Linked DNA regions of Danio rerio: region 1 is linked to region 2. Evidence: chromatin contacts called from public Micro-C data. All regions are on one chromosome and are shown on one strand. The core of a region is the stretch at or near the end of the contact, and the rest is flanking DNA. Distances in the headings are between cores, read along the strand shown.

What was found. A called contact is a pair of places that touch in the nucleus more often than the background predicts.
Region 1: a contact with region 2 is called in a Micro-C map of caudal fin, with 7 times the contacts expected there. The contact joins the promoter of osbpl2b here to the promoter of acss2 in region 2. A contact is called at or near these places in 3 of 18 Hi-C or Micro-C datasets (caudal fin, hematopoietic stem cells and an unstated tissue) and 1 of 4 datasets of contacts at active chromatin or transcription factors (caudal fin).

Annotation. Positions count from the first base shown.
Region 1 is chr23:9,635,301-9,640,956 of GRCz12tu, reverse strand. It overlaps osbpl2b (oxysterol binding protein-like 2b), which reads right to left and starts at 2,153. Exons shown (of 14, transcript NM_199872.2): 1 at 2,047-2,153.
Region 2 is chr23:9,360,731-9,365,656 of GRCz12tu, reverse strand. It overlaps acss2 (acyl-CoA synthetase short chain family member 2), which reads right to left and starts at 3,174. Exons shown (of 19, transcript NM_001328353.1): 1 at 2,386-3,174. The coding sequence starts at 2,512.

The sequences.
Region 1 (5,656 bases), core at 904-3,403, 280 kb before region 2:
TACATTATTTAATAAAACAATTGTTATAAAGCATTTCTGTTTTTGGCCAAATCTTCAGTTTCACCCAGAGGTTTAATTTCTGCACCACTTTACTAACTATTAAGCTAATAAATATCAACATCCCTTAAGGTTAATAAATGTGGTCCAAATAATGTAGTTTAATTAATTTTAACAGAAAAAAAAGCCTTATTCATCAAAAATGAAGTCATTTTTAAAAAGTGTTAACCGATCTATACAAAAAAAACTAACCTAACAAACAATATATCAAGCATTTCCTAAGCCTGATTCCCTTTTATTTTTTAATAAAGAGACTATTAAGCCTTTAAGCATTTGGTGTCATGATGAAAACCACTGCAAATAGAGCAATAACAATATTCTTAAAATGCATTATGTAAAACTAAAAGTTGTTTTAAAATTTGCATATTAGTTCAATGACATGGTCCATGTATTGTTTACTGTGCAACTTTGAATATTGGATCTGAAAAGGCATGCAAGTCTAACTTCAAAACAACATTAGCACTATTAGATAGACAGTAAACAATAGGAATACTCCGATCAATTACTCGGCATTGTGATTAGCCGATACCATGTACCTATTCTGATGCTTTAAGCTTTATATAACTTTGCCATTGCATAAGCACATTTTCCCTCATTGAGATCTTGCCTTACCTAAGAGAATGAACTAAGGATGTTGCAGACATGTAATGGTCAGAAGCAGCTTCACAAAAAAATAGATAAAATAGACAGAAAAAAATGGTAAGAAAAATTACTGACAATGCAATTTGGAAACATTGCGCTTGTGTTGTAGCACTGTGGATGTACAGTTGAAGTCAGAATTATTAGCCCCCCTGAATTATTAAATAAAAAAAAATAAAATTCAATGGGGGAACTAATAATTCTGACTTCAACTGTACATATAACCAGGGTTGTAAACAAACAAGTTTATCAGTGATCAGTTCATAATATCGGCCTGATCAGCAAGTACCAATCCGGTCGTGAAATGTGATTATCGGCCGATACCGATCTTCGACCGACCGATTTATCGGAGTATACCTAGTAAACAACGTTGTATTTTTAAACTCATTAGCTGATAATATGATTTCCCTGCTTAGAATTGGCAAATAATACCTTTCTGAGTGTGTGATCTTAAAACCAACTTTACCCCCAATTTATGAGAGTTTTAAATTATTTATGGTATTGTATAAGCGCCAACGATAACATTATTGCACGTTTATTGTCAGATTGTATTTAATACATAGAATTCTTGAACATCAGCACACAGGAGTGAATGAAGGAGTTGCATTAGATTTTATCACTTGACAGTAGCTGTAACGTTGACAGTTTCACAATGTTATCGAGAAAAATCACTCAACATCTGCAAGCAAGTCACGCAATAAAGAAAGACGTTTCCTATACATTACATGTTAGTGAATAACGTTAAACCCTCTAAAAAAATTAACACTAACTTAGACTGTACAACATAGGGAGACAGTCGTTTAAATTAACGTTACGAAGAAAGCGACAAAATCCAACTGTTTACTTTTTTAAGAGAAGGAGGGGAAATGACAGCTGAACAGCGCTCAAACTCAACACGTCCTGTTTGAACCTCTTGAACCTTTCAAAGTGAAAGTCAACGCTTGCCTGAAAATGTTTGGCTTACATTCATCCGACAATAATGTCAAAAACGCCAACAAATTCAGCAGTTGACACTCTCCCAAACGAGGGCTGTGTCCTAAAATCCAGAGAGCTTCATAGCTAAGTTAGACTGCATTTTTGGAGTGTTCTGGTTTAGAAAGACAATTAATTGGTTTTATTCCAGTGATCGCTTTTAACTGGAATGTGCTGTGTATGTCAGCAGTTCACGAGGTTTTACGAGCACAGACGAAGACTGAAAACATGCTAATAGGCTAAAGCTCCAGTCGCTAACTGACAAACTTACTGACCCCTTTAGAGAGCTTTAGATCTGCTGAAAAGCATTGCATGACAACTTTCATTACTGGAAGAAAAGAGTCGAAAAGGTTACTTAGAAAGAAGTAAGTCGGGTACCTGTGATGATTGTTGGCTGTCCCTTCTCTCGGGCAGGGATTGATGTAGAGTTGATGATGCTGCTGCTGAAAGGCTGACACATACAGACGGAAGAGACCGATATGGGCGGATTGACTGACGTGTCTCTTGGCCAATTATATCACAGGATTTTCGTCGCCTGACGCTTTACGTCAGAGCAGGACCATTTGTGTTGCACAATTTATTTATGATGCAGTTTTTGTGTTCCTAAACTTACTAACACTTACTTTTAAATTAATGATGTGACTCAGCAAAAATTTGGTTCATATATCCATTTTTAATTTTTATTTTAATTCAAAACGTATACAATTCTGAACAAAAAATGACTAAAAGTCTGTGTACTTTCCACAAGACCTTCAGTTATAGGCCTACATTTCATTTCAATCAGACAATATCTGCTGCTAATGCTACTCTAATTGTCAAAGCTGCAGAAAATGTAAGTTTTAATTTTTTTTAAAATTATTAATCCCATCAAGGATGCCTTTTTAGCTGCAATTCAACACCGGGAAACACCCATACACTTTCATTCACACACATAAACTATGGCCAATTTAGATTATTCAATTCACTTGTACCGCATGTATTGTGGGGGACTGTGGTGGAAACCAGAGCACCAGGAGCAAACCCACACGAACACGGAGAATCTGCAAAAGAATGTGAAATCACTCATTCATTCATTCATTTTCTTTTTGGCTTAGTCCCTTTAGTAATCTGGGGTCACCACAGCGAAATGAACCGCCAACTTATCCAGTATATGTTTTACACAGCGGATGCCCTTCTATCTGCAACCCATAACTGGAAAACACACAAACACTCATTCACACACACACACACTCATTCACTACGGTCAATTTTTAACATACCCAATTCACCTGTCACATGTCTTTGGAGTTGTGGGGAAACCAGAGCACCCGGAGGAAACCCACGCGAACACGTGGAGAACATGTGAACTCCACACAGAAACACCAACTGACCCAGCCGAGTCTCGAACAAGCAACCTTCTTGTTGTGAGGCGAACATGCTACCCACTGCGTCGCCGCATCACTAGAGTGGGAAATTAAATGTGAAATAAAAATCTGTAATTTTATTCTACTATTACATTTTCAACTGCCTTAAAAAGCTACATTTAAATAAAACATTAAAACAAAATAGATTTATTTTTTCATTTTACATTTACATTTTTATAAAATAAACAACAAATAAATATCAACATCTGCGGGATTTTAAACTGTAATTTCTATTTTACCTTTTTCGCTTACATTAAATGATGGTATAAATGATAGACAACCTTTATGACGTAATAATTAAATAAACAGGTTCCGTTTACACATTGATTTGTAAAGAAGCTAAAGAAAGGGTAAAGAAAGAACTAAAGAAATGAGTAAAAAAAAAAGTGTAAATAAGGAAAGCCACACAAACATTTCTTTATCACCCAGTGGGCTTTAAAGTGTTTTTCAGCTAATGATTACCTTCAGGTGAAAGCTTTATTCATTCATTCATTTTCTTTTTGGCTTAGTCCCTTAATTAATCTGGGGTCACCGCGCCAGCCTTGAAAGCTTTATGTGACTTTTTAATTTCATAAGATTCTTTTTACAGCATTGATGCTGTAATGTAATTCAAATACAATCAGTTAAATAGACTTAAGCATCCATTGGGTTATTAAAGCGTAAAAAGAGACGAAAGACCATTTAGACAAAGGTGCCGTCATTAGCAACAGACTAGTGCAAGAATTCCATTGTAAAACTAATTTCCACATTTTAAAGATATGTCATGGAAAAATATAACTTTATGTAGCTTCTTGTTTGGTCTGATACCCACTTTATATCATATCTAGAACAGTGAAGATGCTGTTTTTTTTGTTTGTTTTTTTTTAAAGAAATCAGATCTTAAACTTTTTAGATCTTAAATTTTGTATATGAAAACAATTAACTGGAAGCCCTGGGGCAAGCTGACTGAAATTGAAAGTCTCTGTGCATATACCCCATTAGAAGTAAAAGCCTCAGTGTCTTAAACCAGTTGTTAATAAGCATATTTAAGTTTACGTGACAGCCAAGCCGAAGATGCCATTTGTGCTTGAGAAAACAACATTGAAAATACATTAAAAATATATACAGTTGAAGTCAGAATTATTAGCCCCCTGCAAATTTTTTTTTCTTTTTAAAATATTTTCCAAATGATGTTTAACAGAGCAAGGAAATTTTCACAGTATGTCTGATAATATTTTTTTCTTATAGAAAAGGTCTTATTTGTTTTGTTTCAGCTAGAATAAATGCAGTTTTTAATTTTTTAAAAGCCATTTTAGTTACAAATTATTAGCCTCTTTAAGCTATATTTCTTTCGAAAGTCTACAGAAGAAACCACTGTTATACAATAACTTGCCTAATTACCCTAACCTGCCTATAACCTAATTAACCTAGTTAAGCTCTTAAAATATCACTTTAAGCTGTATAGAAGTGTCTTAAAGATATCAAGTAAAATATTATTTACTGTCATTATGACAAAGATAAAAGATTAATTATTATTAAATAATTAAATAATATTAAATATTCATTCATTCTCCTGTCGGCTTAGTCCCTTTATTAATCCGGGGTTGCCACAGCGGAATAAACTGCCAACTTATCCAGCACGTTTTTACGTAGCGGATGCCCTTCCAGCCGCAATCCATCTCTGGGAAACATCCACACACACACACACACACACACACACACACACACACACACACACACACACACACACACACACACTACGGACAATTTTGCCTACCCAATTCACCTGTACCACATGTCTTTGGACTGTGGGGGAAACTGGAACACCCGGAGGAAACCCACATGAACGCAGGGAGAACATGCAAACTCCACACAGAAACGCAGAGGCTCGAACCAGTGACCTTCTTGATGTGACTACCTACTGCGCCACTGCATCGCCATATTAAATATTATCAAATAATAATAAACAGATGTGGATTGTTGGCACCCTTCAATATTGTCCAGGCCATTAGCTTGTTTGTTTTGTAACTCAAAAGCAATTTCTAATTTTCAATATTAGCTCAATGTTTTCATATTTCAGTAATTATTGATTAATCATGACTTTTTCAGCTTCAGGTTTTCAATGGCCACCGTAGTTTCTCTTTCTTCAGTAAAACAGTATACACATTTTAAGTACTGAGTTGCAGCTGGAAGGGTAGTTGACGGATCATTCTGCTGTGGCGACCTCTGAAATAGAAACTAAGCTGAAGGAAATTGAATGAATGTGACTTTATTAAACCGATCAGCACAACCTTTCTTATAAGGTGACAGTTTGTTCTGTAAACCAACTGTCGTGTTTTAATTTGATCTTAAAACTTAATCCAAGTACGTTGTACTGCTCAGTCATCACTAGGTCACACCAACATTATAAGTATCCAACAAAAATGATTGTGTAATGAAGAGCTTGTGCATTATTAATACAAATTTGGTTAATTTCATTAATAATGGAGGCAGGAATCACTGATATAGTCCACTGTTTCACCAATCTAAATCTGTTAAAATTTAATACTATTGGATTTAATCCGTTAAAAGATACAAATATGGTATAAATAAATAAACAAATATCT
Region 2 (4,926 bases), core at 1,925-4,424:
AAAAGCCATACTTGCATGCTAATTCCGATCGAATATTTAGGTAAACAATATAGTGACTGCTAAATGAACGAATATAAAATAATGCGATATTAAAGTATGTTTGCGAATATAAAGCCAACTTTACCTCTATCTTATCCAGCATATGTTTTACGCAGTGGATGCCCTTCCAGCTGCAACCCATCACTGGGAAACACCCAAACTCTATATACACAAATTATTTTTAATAAACGCAAGAATTTACTTTATTTTGATGCATTAATATACACAAAGAGCTAAATTAAGCTTTAGTGATTGAAAGTAACAATGTAGGGACTATTTTAACATTCATTCAAACAATACACATAACCCTAACTTAAAAATAAAGCACCCTAGACATATTTAACTGCTGTCTACCAAGGGCATAAGGCTCTGAGACACAGCCTTATGTTATATCCTCACATTATGTAGTGAAGTTTGTGTTTGAATAATCATAATTTTTTTTCAATAAGTGTTCAAATGAGGTTTTACAGTGTAACTGTCTAGTGACATTCATTACATTCATTCAAACAATACAACTAGCCCCAATTAAATATAAAGCACCATAGATCTCTTAAACTTCTGTCCACCAAGGGCACAAGACTCAGAGACACAGCCTAATGTTATATCCTCACATTATGTAGTGAAGTTTGTGTTTGTATAATCATAGTTTTTTTCAATAAGTGTTCAAGATAAAACATTTATATAATTTGTCACATGCTTTTCATAGAAAAAGGTTAAACATAAAACATACTAATATAAAGAATATATGCTGACTTTGTGCACACTATTTCATAGACAAATTCCTTCATTCACTTTTTTTTCGGTTTAGTTCCTTTATTAATCAGGGGTCGCCACAGCGGAGTGAACCGCCAACTCATCCAGACAGAGGTAAAGTTGGTTTTATATTCGGATATTCAGACATTCTCTTTAATAATATAATATCAGAAAAAATATTTTTAGCAAATTCTAAACAGGGAAATTATATTAGCAGCAAATGACCATTAAAGTACAGCATTGTTAACAGCGAATCAGATAGTGTTAATGTTGTTTAAAAGCCAAACTTGCATGCTAATTCCGATCGAATATTTAGGTAAACAATAAAGTGACTGCTAAATGAACAAATATAAAATAATGCGATATTAAAATATATATGCGAATATAAAGCCAACTTTACCTCTATCTTATCCAGCATATGTTTTACGCAGTGGATGCCCTTCCAGCTGCAACCCATCACTGGGAAACACCCAAACTCTATATACACAAATTATTTTTAATAAACGCAAGAATTTACTTTATTTTGATGCATTAATATACACAAAGAGCTAAATTAAGCTTTAGTGATTGAAAGTAACAATGTAGGGACTATTTTAACATTCATTCAAACAATACACATAACCCTAACTTAAAAATAAAGCACCCTAGACATATTTAACTGCTGTCTACCAAGGGCATAAGGCTCTGAGACACAGCCTTATTATAACCTCACATTATGTAGTGAAGTTTGTGTTTGTATAATCATAGTTTTTTTCAATAAGTGTTCAAGATAAAACATTTATATATTTTGTCACATGCTTTTAGAAAAAGGTTAAACATAAAACATACTAATATAAAGAATATATGCTGACTTTGTGCACACTATTTTATAGACAAATTCATTCATTCATTTTTTTTTTCGGCTTAGTTCCTTTATTAATCAGAGGTCGCCACAGCGAAATGAACCGCCAACTCATCCAGACAGAGGTAAAGTTGGTTTTATATTCGGATATTCAGACATTCTCTTTAATAATATAATATCAGAAAAATATTTTTAGCAAATTCTAAACAGGGAAATCATATTAGCAGCAAATGACCATTAAAGTACAGCATTGTTAACAGCGAATCAGATAGTGTTAATGTTGTTTAAAAGCCAAACTTGCATGTTAATTTCGATCGAATATTTAGGTAAACAATAAAGTGACTGCTAAATGAACAAATATAAAATAATGCGATATTAAAATATATATGCGAATATAAAGCCAACTTTACCTCTATCTTATCCAGCATATGTTTTACGCAGTGGATGCCCTTCCATCTGCAACCCATCACTGGGAAACACCCAAACTCCATGTACACAAATTATTTTTTATAAACACAAGATTTTACTTTATTTTGATGCATTAATATACACAAAGAGCTAAATTAAGCTTTAGTGATTGAAAGTAACAATGTAGGGACTATTTTAACATTCATTCAAACAATACACATAACCCTAACTTAAAAATAAAGCACCCTAGACATATTTAACTGCTGTCTACCAAGGGCATAAGGCTCCGAGACACCCCAAATCCTATTAATCCTGATAACAACAGTCTAAAACACGATACTCACCTTCAGGAGACTCGACTGATTTGATGTAGAGCTCTTTGTACTTCTCGAAGCTGGGGATGTGCGCTTCTTTCTTCAAGTCTCCTGGCGCATGTAACACGTCCCCTCCTGGTGCCTTTTCAGGGATCATTTTAATAACTAATATGTCAATGGCCGCAAATAATAAAGCCTCCTAAAACAACACAGACTAATCACTGGCCTAACGTGTGTAAGTCACTTCCGTGTGGGAGTTTCACTCCCTTGCAGACGCTGTGTGCATTTGAGTCCGAAATAACGACCAAAAGACGAATTCAGACTAGATACGGATTTGAATCTGGAAGTGGAGCAGCCGACTGTTGTGTTTCAGTGATTCAGAAGCGATTCGGTTCAGTTCAGTTCAATTCAGTTTGAAAAAGGACGAGCAGAGCGAGTCGCGCTAACAAAAAACGCAGTTAGAAAGTGTTATTCTGAGCTAGAAAAACCTTGCTCTGACGACTGAAGGAGAAACGAAGTAAGTTTTGGATTCTGCAGAAATCCACATATGGCAATATATTTACAAAGAAACAGAGATGCACTTGAGTGCTGTCAGACTGCAGGTCTGCCCAGGTTTGAGATTATCTTGTGTGAGGTCGATTCAAGATCAAATCATTTCCGAGTCTACAGCAAACGCAGCCTTTAACTGAATCAAACAAGTAATTAAAACACACGTGCATGCAGTGTAAGATCATTCATTCCTCCACGCGTGGATTACAGATCCTCAGCGTCTGCACAAGGACAGCCATTGACGCGTAGAAATGATGCGGGCGGCTGGAATGGAAACAACGTGAAACGTGAAGTCTGAAATGGGCGGGGCTTGTTACTGGAGGTTGGTAAGTGACTACTAAATAAATTTTTACATTCACTTTTTAATTATATTTTGTAAAGAGAAATAGCGGTGTACAGCAACGTAAACAACAATATAAAGTGTCAGAGCTTTTTTTGAGACCTATTTTTTTGTTACGACTACTTTTAACGTCCAATTGTATTTCATAAAGGGGCACAGGGGACTTTTTGTACTCCTAGGTTCTGACATATTTGATTCTGCCAATGCTGTGACTTGCTTTAGTCTCAAATACATTGATTTTTTTAAATCATAATACCCAAAAGACAAACCCCTGGAAAACATTATATTTTTATATTACTTTATCTGGCAATTTTTTCATTCACAAACAGAAATTCGCAAATAGCTATCCATCCATTTTCATTTTAGAATAGAATTTAACTCACTCCTAAAGGCACCCCATCTTATTAAGAATAAAAAAAAACTCAAGATTCCTGAAATATTATATAGATGTAATAAGTTTAAAAGAGATTCTCAATTTTAGTATCTTTCCTGCTTGTTAAGTGTCATTATAATTTCACTTGTTTATTTTTTGTTTGATTTAGTAATTTTAATATTATTAGTATTTATAGTTGTTAATACTATGTTTTTCTTTCCGCCTTATGTTATTTGTATGAATATGTGATTAGGGCTTTTCTTGTTACTGTATATTATTGACCCTTTTAAAGATCTGTATGTGATCTCCTGGATTTTGATTTTATGTTCTTCTATTGTCAATTAAAGTAAAAAATAAATAAATCAAATTAAGTGGGTCTATGAAAATAAAACAATTCTACAAACGTAAATTTGTAATAAACGTAAAATATAATCTAAACGGGATTAAATAATTTAGTTAAATACAGATTTATTAAAAGATACAAAAATAAAGCACAAATAATTTGCTTATATACTAAACATGATTTAATGCAATTCAAACGAATGCCAAATAAATGTTTAGGTAAGTGAATGTGTAATAATTACGTACAGAATACAGCACTTTTATATATTTAAACTAAGTTTCTTTAAAAAAAATATTAAATGTTTACTATACACGTGAAAAAATTGTCAAAATCTTTAGTATCATATCGTTCTGGACCGCCAAACGCCCCCTAGTGGAAGAAGCGCATGTCGCCCACAGTACAGTTACACACTTTTGCTCTAAAAGAGCGAAAGAGGCGCGCAGTGTTTAAACTCACCGTGACCTCTACCGGACGGAGGAGCAACGTTGTTGTTATTTTTCTACTAAAAGTGTCTTGTTAGACAGTACTACACACTAGCACATAGGGAAAAAATACAACCATTTTTTATTATTCAAGTAAAATAAAAATACTACAAAATAGACACATTAACTAATTACTTAGAGAAATGTGCTTGCATTATTTATAAGCTGAGAGTTTTTGTGTGTTCTTTTAGTCATTGCTGATCAAAATATTCAATTTTATCGCATGGAAATCATCTGCACGGCATCTCACTCAAACACATACACTTGGTAAAACTGAATATCAGGAAAGTAATGTAAATGAAATAGATAACACATTGTTATTAATAATATAAAAAATATTAATAACACTATACAATACGACACAATTAAGGTATTTAACTATCAGTATTAATTATTCTTTTACAGTACAATGAAAATAGTTCATTGTTTATTTTAAGTGCATATACAAAGCACAGCGTTGGATTTTATAAATGCATTAGCAGAT